2 separate regions of the Sus scrofa genome follow, and region 1 is linked to region 2. The links are chromatin contacts, called in public HiChIP or PLAC-seq maps. All regions are on one chromosome and are shown on one strand. Each heading gives the region's core, a stretch centred on a gene start, on an enhancer-like site or on the middle of the called end of the contact. The rest is flanking DNA. Distances are from core to core; before and after follow the strand shown.

The links. HiChIP or PLAC-seq counts read pairs in DNA pulled down with a chosen protein or histone mark.
Region 1: an H3K27ac HiChIP or PLAC-seq map of alveolar macrophages shows a contact between it and region 2. The contact joins the enhancer-like site here to the promoter of PPP1CC in region 2. A contact is called at or near these places in 1 of 5 promoter capture datasets (liver), 17 of 47 Hi-C or Micro-C datasets (alveolar macrophages, blood, brain and 10 more) and 2 of 2 datasets of contacts at active chromatin or transcription factors (alveolar macrophages and skeletal muscle).

The regions. Positions count from the first base shown.
Region 1 is chr14:32,154,137-32,159,427 of Sscrofa11.1, forward strand. It overlaps CCDC63 (coiled-coil domain-containing protein 63), which reads left to right. Exons shown (of 13, transcript XM_021072528.1): 2 at 568-655. Among named protein-coding and RNA genes, the nearest start is that of CCDC63, 16 kb to the left of the region's middle. Within about 2 kb of position 2,400, at least 32 of the 83 cell types and tissues checked have an H3K27ac peak or open chromatin away from gene starts, as enhancers often do. A contact at or near this core is called in alveolar macrophages, liver, omental adipose tissue and 3 more, where this site is marked.
Region 2 is chr14:32,089,396-32,094,269 of Sscrofa11.1, forward strand. PPP1CC (protein phosphatase 1 catalytic subunit gamma) reads right to left here and starts at 1,872. Exons shown (of 7, transcript NM_001044560.1): 1 at 1,818-1,872. The coding sequence starts at 1,872.

The sequences.
Region 1 (5,291 bases), core at 1,150-3,649, 65 kb after region 2:
GGTTTGATCCCTGACCTTGCTAAGTGGGTTAAGGATCCGGCATTGCCAGATGGTGTAGGTCACAGACGTGGCTAGGATCTGGCATTGCTATGGCTGTGGCGTAGGGCAGCGGCTACCAGCTCGGATTTGACCCCTAGCGTGGGAACCTCCATATGCCATGCATTCAGCCTTAAAAGGACAAAAAAAAAAAAAAAAAAAAAAAAAAAAGAGGCTAGGTTGAGAAACCAGGTAATTCCAAAGAGAGAGCTAGAGAGAAGAGCTGCCTTAATTTCTGACAGCTTTCTAGTTCTTGGTTCTTGTTCCTCATGGAGATCTGCCTCCAGCTTACATGCAATAACCATGATATTCATATAATTGAGCATACTTTTGGCTGCAAGTACTAGAAATCTAGATTGGCTTAAACAATAAGATGTATTGATTTTTTTTAAACAAGAAGTGCAGAGCCAAGGTGGATTTCAGGTATCGTGTGATCAGAGTTCCAGTTACACCGTTCTACAATTTTCTCTAGGCTCTTCCCTCCACAATATGCTGGCTTTGATCTCACACTGCCTTCCCTTATGGTTACAGGAGAGCTGCCAACAGCAACAGGGGCGACATACTTCCTTGTTCCCATCCATGGAGCTAGAAAAAAGCATCTCCCCTCCAACTCTGGACTGTAAGTTCTTCCTTTCTGTCTGAGAAGGCCACTATCAGTTACATGCCTATTCCTGGACCAGTTGCAGTCTCTAGGAGAATGCTATGCACAGACTGGCTTAAAATTAGGTTAAAGGTCCAATCATTGGCAAGGAGGATGGGATGGCTGTAATGCATTAAGAGTAATTGAGATCTATCCTGGAGATGTGTGTGAAAATCAATTTCTCCTGGTCATGTAGGCTGAAAGGGAGAGGGATTGCTACCTGAACAAACTGGGATCTGTTAGGAAGAAGGGGGAACAGATGCTGGAGAGGAAAAAAAAAAAGTCATTTTGCATTATTTCAGGTGGGTTTCTGATCCTTGTTTTCAAAGAGTCACTTGGACAGTCAATTTCATGGTCTGAGGCCAAATGCCTTTGCCCAGCCCTTGTGCAGCCCAATTCTAATTTCCTCCTCCATTCTGTAGACTCGCTATTGCCAACATTTCTCACCGCTGGCTCATCATTTTGGCAAGCTGGCATCTCTCTCTGCTCCAAGCCCCGCTGATGGAACTGAAGATCCCTTTAGCAGAATTGACTCTGGCATGTTCTAATTTAAAAAGCCTTGCACTTCTCTGCGTGGAGGCTGCTGAGATCTGTGCCCATAAAGGCAGAGAGAGTAAATTCTTCTGAGGAAAGCCTATTTTTAACAAGTCCTGAACCTAACTGAACTCAATCATTTTTCAGTCGTTGACACTTGAAATATATGAGTCACTGGGCTATATATGGAGTTGAAGGCTAGAGCAGCTCTTTAAATATCGGAGAGATGATAGATAACAGCTTCCAGAAGAACTTCTCAGGTTTGGTGCTGTGGTTTTACTCAGGATTATGGTAAAGCATGGATCTCTAGAGACAGCCCAGGGTTCAAAACCTGGCTCTCCCACTTACTGCAAAAGTCACTTTATTTCTCCAACCCTCAGTTTCCTCATCTGTAAAATGAGGTTGGTATCACTTGTCCCAAAACACTTTGTGTGAATCATCAAGACCTGACATGAGACTGCTTATAATCTTTATTTTACTTCTCATTAGTATTCATATGCTTCCTTGCAGAAGTGTTAAGGTGTTTGATTTTGACATGTTGCCCAAATGCCATTCATAAAATATCTGTCCCACTGACTTCCCTCATGGTTACAACATGGCTGCCAACAACATCAGGGGTAACATGTTTCCCTGTGCACCACATTATCTTTCCAAAACCAAAACCATGGTAAGTTCTAAAACACATCTTCTCTCAAGAGTTTAGGGATAAGTGAATGGAGAGCCTAGGCTGAGCTACAACTCACTCAAGAGTTTGGAGGTAAGATGGAAATCTCAGGTAAAAACTACCCTGGAAAACCAGTACCTCTAATCATTTCCCTTCAGCAATCATTTCCCTTCAGCAATATAGCTGCTTCTAGAGTTTAGCTCCAGAGGAAGTGGTTGGCTTGTGTTTCAGGGCCATTTGCATGAAAACATGTTTATCTTTAAACGATCAAACTCGGTTAGGCCGGTGAAAAAGGCTCACGCTAGGAGTCACAAGTGATTTGGGTCAGACTGGGTGTCCCAAGTCATGGTCAGAGGAGAAAATTGGACAAATTGCCCCGCACCAGTGGTTATTTGTCTCAAGTTCTTTTTGCAGAACAGGGAGAATTGGATTTCTCTGAGTTAGTGCGGTTAAAGCATGTACCCGGCAGGGTTGCTGTATGTGTGAGTGGGAGAGGGGGAGTAAGAAGATGGTGCGAGGATATGCGGGTAAATGACAGAGAAAATGGCAAGGCGATTGGATTGGGGCGTGAGTTAGCCGAGTCAGGGAAGGAGAGCTTTGATTAATTAATTAATTAATTAATTGAGAAGTTAGTGGTGTGAGGGTTCGGCTAGTCCGGTAAGAGGTCATCGCGGGAGAGGGAGGGGTCGCTGAGGAGTGTATCTCCCACCTCCCCCGCAAAACTTTCCCATCAGGGGCTCTGGTTCCCACTTAAGGGCCCCACGGCTTCCCCGAACCTTCCAGGGAAGAACGCCCTGGTCTGTGCGAGTCATAAAAGCGCCCGTTCCAGGGGTCCGAGAACGCCCAGACGTGGGGCTGGGGGCTGGTACAGCGCAGCCGTGCAGCAAACTCCCCTCCCGGCGCCGTCAGACAGGCAGCTGCGGCAGCGGTCGGACACTCGGTGGGAGCAGTCCTGCAAATTCCCTCTGGTAGGTTTTGCTGTCCGTGCAGCCGCGCCTGCTGCTCAACAGCGCCCTCTGCTGGGGAAAGCAAAAGCGTGGTGGCTGCCCCCATCCCGGACCCCTTCAGACATTTAGCTGCCCCTAAACTTGGAAAATATCGCGGTCCCCCTCCATTAAATGTAAATAAATTACAGTGTGTACGATAAATCCAAGAGAGTGCAACAAACTTCCATTTCCCCCTTAACGATCCCAATTTTTAAAAATTTGTGGGTGTTTCTGCACCCCTGCATGATTATGATTAGTGTTCTAAACATATGTTTAATGTTCTACCAGGTTAGACTGTTTGGGCTTTTTTTTTTCTTTTTTTTTCAACAGGAGCCTCCTTTCTCAGACTTGGCATTTATAATCCACACAGTGGCCTGTCTCAGGGGCCCTGCCAAGTCCTTCAGGAGTCAGGATTTTCTTTTAAGAGTAGATTGTTAAATTCAGCAGCAGCAGAGGAGGGGTTGGCCTCCTCCATCCCAACTAATTAAATATTCGTTTCTGCCAAGAACTTACCGTGTGCCCAGATACTGTAGTGGCTAGACTGAGGTCTAAGGAGCAAGAGGCGCTTTCGTGGTGCTCTCTGACCTGGACCTCTGGATTTATTAGCATTTTCCAACACACACAAGTGGGCAGCTTTGAGATTCTACCTAAGAATTGCATACTCAAATTCCTGCAGTTACAGGAAATGTGGGAATTGAGGGAGGAGGGGCCCGGAGAGTGAGTAGCTGACCCATATTCACATTTTAAAACACTGCCTGCTAAACAGAACTGAAGGCAGATTGAATTTGCCCTGTGGGCCTTGAGTTTGAGACCCCAGACTAAGGGTGGTATGCCATGGGCCAAGACACCTGCAGGGTTCTCTGGAAGCCCAGCTGTGAGAATGGGTGTCGATCTGTCTCCAGGATATAGCGTGGACCCAGCCCAGAGGGCACAGAGGGGACTTGCCTGTGTTGGAGTCTGGAAGCTGGAGAAAGGCCTGTGTTCCAGGGGCAGCCTGGTTCTGGTGTGTGTGTGTGTGTGTGTGTGTGTGTGTGTGTGTGCGCGCGCAAAGAGGTAGGAGGTGTTGGAACCTCCAGTTCCTGCAGAAAACCACATACCACAACCAATTAACTTGAGGACGAGACAAACTGATACTTCAAAATCCTGATTCACAGACAAGGTACATTCATCAGACACCTGATATGTGTGAGGCACTGTGCTAAGAGCTTTATCTATATGATTTTATGTTGAGAGTTGGGATGAGAATCCCTGTTTTACAGATGAGAAGACCGAGGATCAGAGAGGTAAAATCGCATTGGCAATGAATGTCAGGCATACTTTAGTCATGCTTTTAGAAAGGTTCATTACAGATTCACCTTAGGATCAAAAGAGCCCTTGAACATGGAAAAGCTCCTGGTCCATATGAAACCAGAACTGCACAAAATTCTGAAGTTGAAAGAGATCCCAAATTTGGTGTCCTTTGCCCAAACCTTATCAGTCTAATAAATCCTGCTATAGCCTCTACCCCCTACCTTGAGGGCTCTTCTAGAAATAAACAAGCTGTGGAACCATTGTCTTTACCCCACTTCCCTGCCTGTGGGAATTTTCTAACATTAGGTATTTTCCTTCCAATATGATTTACCAAAATGCACCTAGTCCCCAACTCCTCCAGAAAACCCCCAGAACGTAGTAGTGAAATGCCAGAAGTTCCTACATTCTCAGCCACTTTTGTCCTATCACTCAGCAACTTGAGACTCATTTTCAAGGTAGATCATGTAAGGCAGGAATACTCTAGGCTGTAATAAACAAAATATTTGATTAGGGTGCCTTAAACAATAATGACACTTAGTATTTCACTTAACAAGAAGCCTAGAGGTAGGTGGTTCCAAGGCTGCGGGCAGCGGCAAACAGTGTCAGTGAGAACTTAAATTTCCCTTCATATTTCTTCTTTGCTGTCTTTGGTGTGACAGTGATAGTTCTTGTGGTCACAGGATGGTTGCTCCAGCAACAACCATCATGCCTTCACAATAATTTCTGGAAGCAAAAGAGAACAGAACTTGGAGGAGTTCTCTTTGTCACAAAGGAATAGGAATATACTTCTCATTGGCCAGATCTGGGTCACATGCTCATCTTTTGACCAATCATTGACAAAGGGAAGTACAGTTACTATAATTAGTGGGAACCAATCAAAATTCATCCTCTGGGACTAGACACATTGAGGAGGGACAGAAGCAGAGTCCTGCTAGGAAGGAAGAAGTCAGGGTATTCTTAGAGTCAGGATAGCTGCTGTAACAAAGATGTCCTCACATTCCATTGGCTTAACCCAACAGAAATGAATTTCTCTTTTTTGTACAGTCCAATGAGGATGTTGATGGTTAGCCAGTGATTTCTTCCACAGAAATCTGTCTTGGGGCTCTGCCCATCTATGGCTGCACTGCCCATAATGTCAGAT
Region 2 (4,874 bases), core at 622-3,121:
GTGCAATATTTATATAGAAACCATTAAAAAACAATTGCTCTCATTTTAGATTATCCAAGTTTATCAAGGAAAATTTCTTAGCACACTTTAAAATATATGGATATAAGACTCATGGGCAACCTAGAATTTATCTTAAAATTCTAATGTTTTGAATCCACAGACCCCCTTTCTCAATGAAATAAAGCCCACTCTTTCGGCACATGCACCCCTGGATAGATACGCACAAGTTAATTCACAACTTTTGAACCAAAAAAAACTAAGTTCTTAGTGCCAACTGCTTTAATCTTTCTGACCCACTGCTGCTCACATAAATCAAAGAACTCTATTAATATTTAATATTAATATTAAAAGTGTTGTTCTTATAATAAATGCCAAGTACTGAGTAAATAGGGTTTTCACCCACAAATGGCAGAAGCATTTTAGGGGTCTATTTAATGGGTTCTTCTTTTGAGAAACTAGAAAAGGAAAACACCCCACACAGATTAAGATATTTTCAGGAGTTTCATTCTAATGACTTAAAAGATCTGCAAACTCTAACATCAGAGCTGACCAACTGTTCATGCTCTCGACTCCATCTCCCACAACATTTACAGCAGTATTTTAGAACTGCACAAAGGCAAAAACCAGTTAAAAACTCGGCCAAACCTACATTATCAAGAACCCGAATCAGGAAAGATTTGAATTCTTTCAAAGTTTGGAATTAGACATCAGTATTAATAGGTGGGCTCTGGAATTTGGGGGTAGTGGGGAATGATTTCACTTCAGCGTCCCTCCTTAAAATCCCTACTTCATCTGTCACCCATATCAATATGAATCAACTGTCAGACACCTCACGAGTCTTAGGTCACCCAATATTAAAGATTTATTTTAACCTCTGCTTAACCACTGGACACCTCCTTCCTTCACACACAGGCTGACTTGAATGAATTCTTGCTCCTGGATGTCTGGGTTTTAAACCTGTCACCGTGTGACCTTGGTAAAGTGACTTCTCTTAGTTTCCTCTAAAAAAAAATAGGAAAAAAAGAGCACCTATCTCATAAGACTGTTGGGAGAATTACAAGAAATCTGTGTAAAGTGCTCCAAAAATGCCCGACACATAGTAAACACTGGCTAATACTAAGATTGTATTTATCAGATGAACGCAAAGCGCTTAACACAGAGAATGGCACACTGGAAAGATTCTAACGAAACTGTCACCGCTGCTGGCTGCACGGTTCGGAGGCACGTTCAGAAAAGAGCGCGGAGACCTCAAGGTAAGAACAACTTTAAAAAAGTGTTTGGGAAGAGTAGGAGATGGGATTCAACATCCTCTTGAGATTTGAACGTTCGTCACCAAGTAACAAGAAACGGGCCAGTGGACCCCAACCTCACAAAAAATAAAAATGAGAAGCAAAGAAATTAGTCCTCAAGCCCGGGAGGATCCATAGCCCCATCACATTGCTTTCCGAGAGGAGGAGTTACCAGAAAGTTCGGAACATTTCTTCTTGCAGAATGGACTGGGGCCCCCCAATCTTCTCCGAAGATTGGCCGGGGTTGCGGGGCGCATGGGGGGCACGTACCGGAAACGTGGGGGTGGGGAGCGGAGTTTTCAAATTTCACGGCCAGGAGAAAGGCTGCACCCTCGTGCAATGAATGAGCGGAGCTGGAGGGTCCGCGGATTAGGCCAAGAGCGGGACCACGGGCGGCCTCCCTCCGGCTGCAGCCCCCGGCTCGGGGGCGAACTCGTGGGGCTCACTCCCCTCGGCGCTGCAAGCCCAAGAGGCCTCCCAAATCCCCCACCCTCGCGAGTTCCCGGAGCCGCCCGCCGCCCCCTTCACCTTCCAGCAGCCGTTGGATGATGCTGTCGATGTTGAGTTTATCTATATCCGCCATCGCCTTCCCACCGCCGACCCTCCCGTAGCGGCGCCGCCACCGGCTCGCGCCCGGGATTCACGCCTCCTTTCCCACGCCACGAGCACAGAAATGGTGGTGGCGGCGGTGGCAGAAGCCGCGGCGGGTCCCCCCCAACCGCCCCGCTCCCTGCTTCCTCCTCTCTCCCTACTGGAACCACGAGAAGAACAAAATGGCCGCCGACTCCTTAGCCAGCCTCGGGCGGCGCACGAATGCGCGCGGGGGAGTGCAGCGGCCCGGCCGGGACTTCTTTATGGGCCACAGGGCACGCGGGAGGGGGCGGGATCAGGGCTCGGGAAGGAGGCGGGGCCAGAGCGCGGGAAGGGGGAGGAGACAGTTGAGCACAACCGCGTTCGCGCGCGGAATCCTTCCGCCAAACGGGCTGAGCAAATAGGTCCTGTGGCGGGAGCGTGAGTTGCAAAGTCGCACGCGGGAGTTGTGGCCTGGGGTGAAGCTGCAGTTGTGCGCCCAAAGATTCGGCCTCCGCAGGACGCTGTTCATTGGGGCCAGATGTTTGCGGACCTGGCCATGTGAAAGCCCATGGAGGGAATCCGGGGGTGCTGGAATTTCCCCTAAACATAAATCTGGGGTAGAGGTGAAGAGGGAGAATAATAAAGAGAAGTAGGGTGACTTTTTTTGGAGTCAGATTTGCTGGGATTTGGGGGTAAGGGGAAGGCTTGATAACTAGGAAAAAAAGTCGTCTCTCAGATAAATAAAAATGTTAACAGTTACTCATTTTGAGTGGTGGATTTCCACCTGTATTTACAGGTATTTATATGTACAGTTTTTTTGGGGGCGCTCTCAAACTTTGGGGGAATTTTTTTAAAAAATCTTGAAAAAATTAATCATCCCTATCTTTGGATTATCTTTCTAGAATTCGGGAAGTTATATAATCATCGGAACGGTTACCCTGATTCTAGGCAGAACGAAGGTGAGCGAGCGTTCACCTTCAAATAAAGGGAGAATTTGCAGATTTCGCGCGTCCGAGCTCTTGGCCAGAAGAGAGCAAGTGTTTGCGGGCGGGTCCTGATTTCTGCAGATACCCCGGGAAACTTTGGCCCTTTTCCTTCGGCTTCCCAGTCTCCCCAAGGGCATCGCTCTCCAGCCCCCCCCTCCCGCCCCCCGCCTCCCCGCCTCCCCGCCGGGGGGTGCCTGTCGCCTCTAGCTAGGTTTGAAAGCGCTTGCCTACACATCTGCTCTCTTGGGTCCTGTCCTTTTCTTTAACTGCTTTTTCATACAACGCTTCACAGTTTGCAAAGCCCTTTCACTCCCAACCCCCAAGAAATTAATTTTGTTTCTCAAGACACGCAGGATGCGTGAATTCCCATCGAGGTGACTGCGCCCCTGGGACATCCAATCTCAGAATCATTGTGCCCCACCCTACCCTAACCCAACCGTCGGGGCTCAAGCGATGGTGTGGCCCAGGCTCCTTGCACGTGGACCTGTGGCCTCTCTGCTGCTGGCATTGGGGCTTTGAGTTTCACAGCTCCCTCTGCCTGACTTAGCTGCTCACTCCACTTTCCCCAGTCACCAACTCACTCTAATGCTGTAGCTCTGTTTACCAGAAGATATACAGGTGTCATTTGTCATCCCGGGGCACAGAGCCCAGGTGGTGACATTCAGAGTTGATACCCGGTGCCTGTTGTGAACAACTGGCTGTCAAGGTCAGGGTGGCTCTCCCAGGAGTCCACAAGACTTTGGGCTCCTCCAAGGTGCATCATCACAAGGGCAATTAATTAGCTCAGGAGTATGAAAGACAGCGATTCATTCAGCAGACAAATATTTATGGAGCACCTACTCTGTGCCAGGCATTGTTCTAGGTGGAGATGCAGGGGTGAGCAAGAAAAACAAGGCCCTTCTCTCATGGAGAGTCATCTAGTAAGCCAGACAGACAATGAACAAGGACTCAAATAAAAATATCAGCTTCTGATAAGTGCTTGGGGGTGGGGGGAGGCGAACAAACACTGCACTCATTTTCTTTGTATGTGCCAAAAACTATCTCATTGAATTCCCAATACACTCTTAGGAATCATGTACTATTCCTATCACACCCGTTTTACAGATGAAGTAAGTGAGACACAGCAGAGAGGCTAGGTTACTTGCTGAAGGTCACACAGCTAGTAAGTTATAGAGCCAGGGTTGGAACTCAGGACAGTCAAGAAATCAAAGCCCTTATTCACATTTAATAAATTCCTACTGTGATTACCCAGTACCCTGAACAACTCAGGCACGCAGTAGGCACATAACAAATGTGGGATGTAATGCAATGCTCTAAACATGTCTCTATGTACAATAAGAGTGTCATAGTCTTCCATACACAAAGTAGGAGGTGTGTTAACATTTGCTGACATCATCAAGGCTGGAGAGGACTTCAGACTGGACTGGGACATGGGCAGGGCCTCTGTCCAAACGCCATTCTCTGCTGGGCAACTCCACTCCAGAGGCCATGCTGGGACATGTCTGAGAGAATTAGCTGGTTCCAAGCTTGAGAGTGGCATGAGCTCAAAGGGTAGGGCTGAACGACTCCCAGAGAACAGCAACCAGCTCCGGGAGGAAAGAATGGACCCTCACCTGGCTTTTTTTCTGCCATTATCAATACTAAGGACCAGCAGACATTTGCTGGAAAGGCCCCTGTTCCAATAGGTGGAGTGTCACTTCTCTCTAGTTTGCCTATCTGTAAAGTGCGGGAAAGAAATTTTTTTTTTAATGACCGCACCCATGGCATATGGAAGTTCCCAGGCTAGGGGTTAAATCGGAACTGCAGCTGACGGCCTACGCCACAGCCACAGCAACATGGAATCTGAACCGTATCTGTGTCCTACACCACAACCTGCAGCAACACCAAATCCTTAACCCACTGAGCGAGGCTAGGGATTGAAGCCAAATCCTCATGGATACTAGTCAGGTTCTTAACCCACTAAGCCACAATGGGAACTCCAGAGAAGGGACCAAAGTGTACTTTTTGAACTGTCTTCCTTGGATCA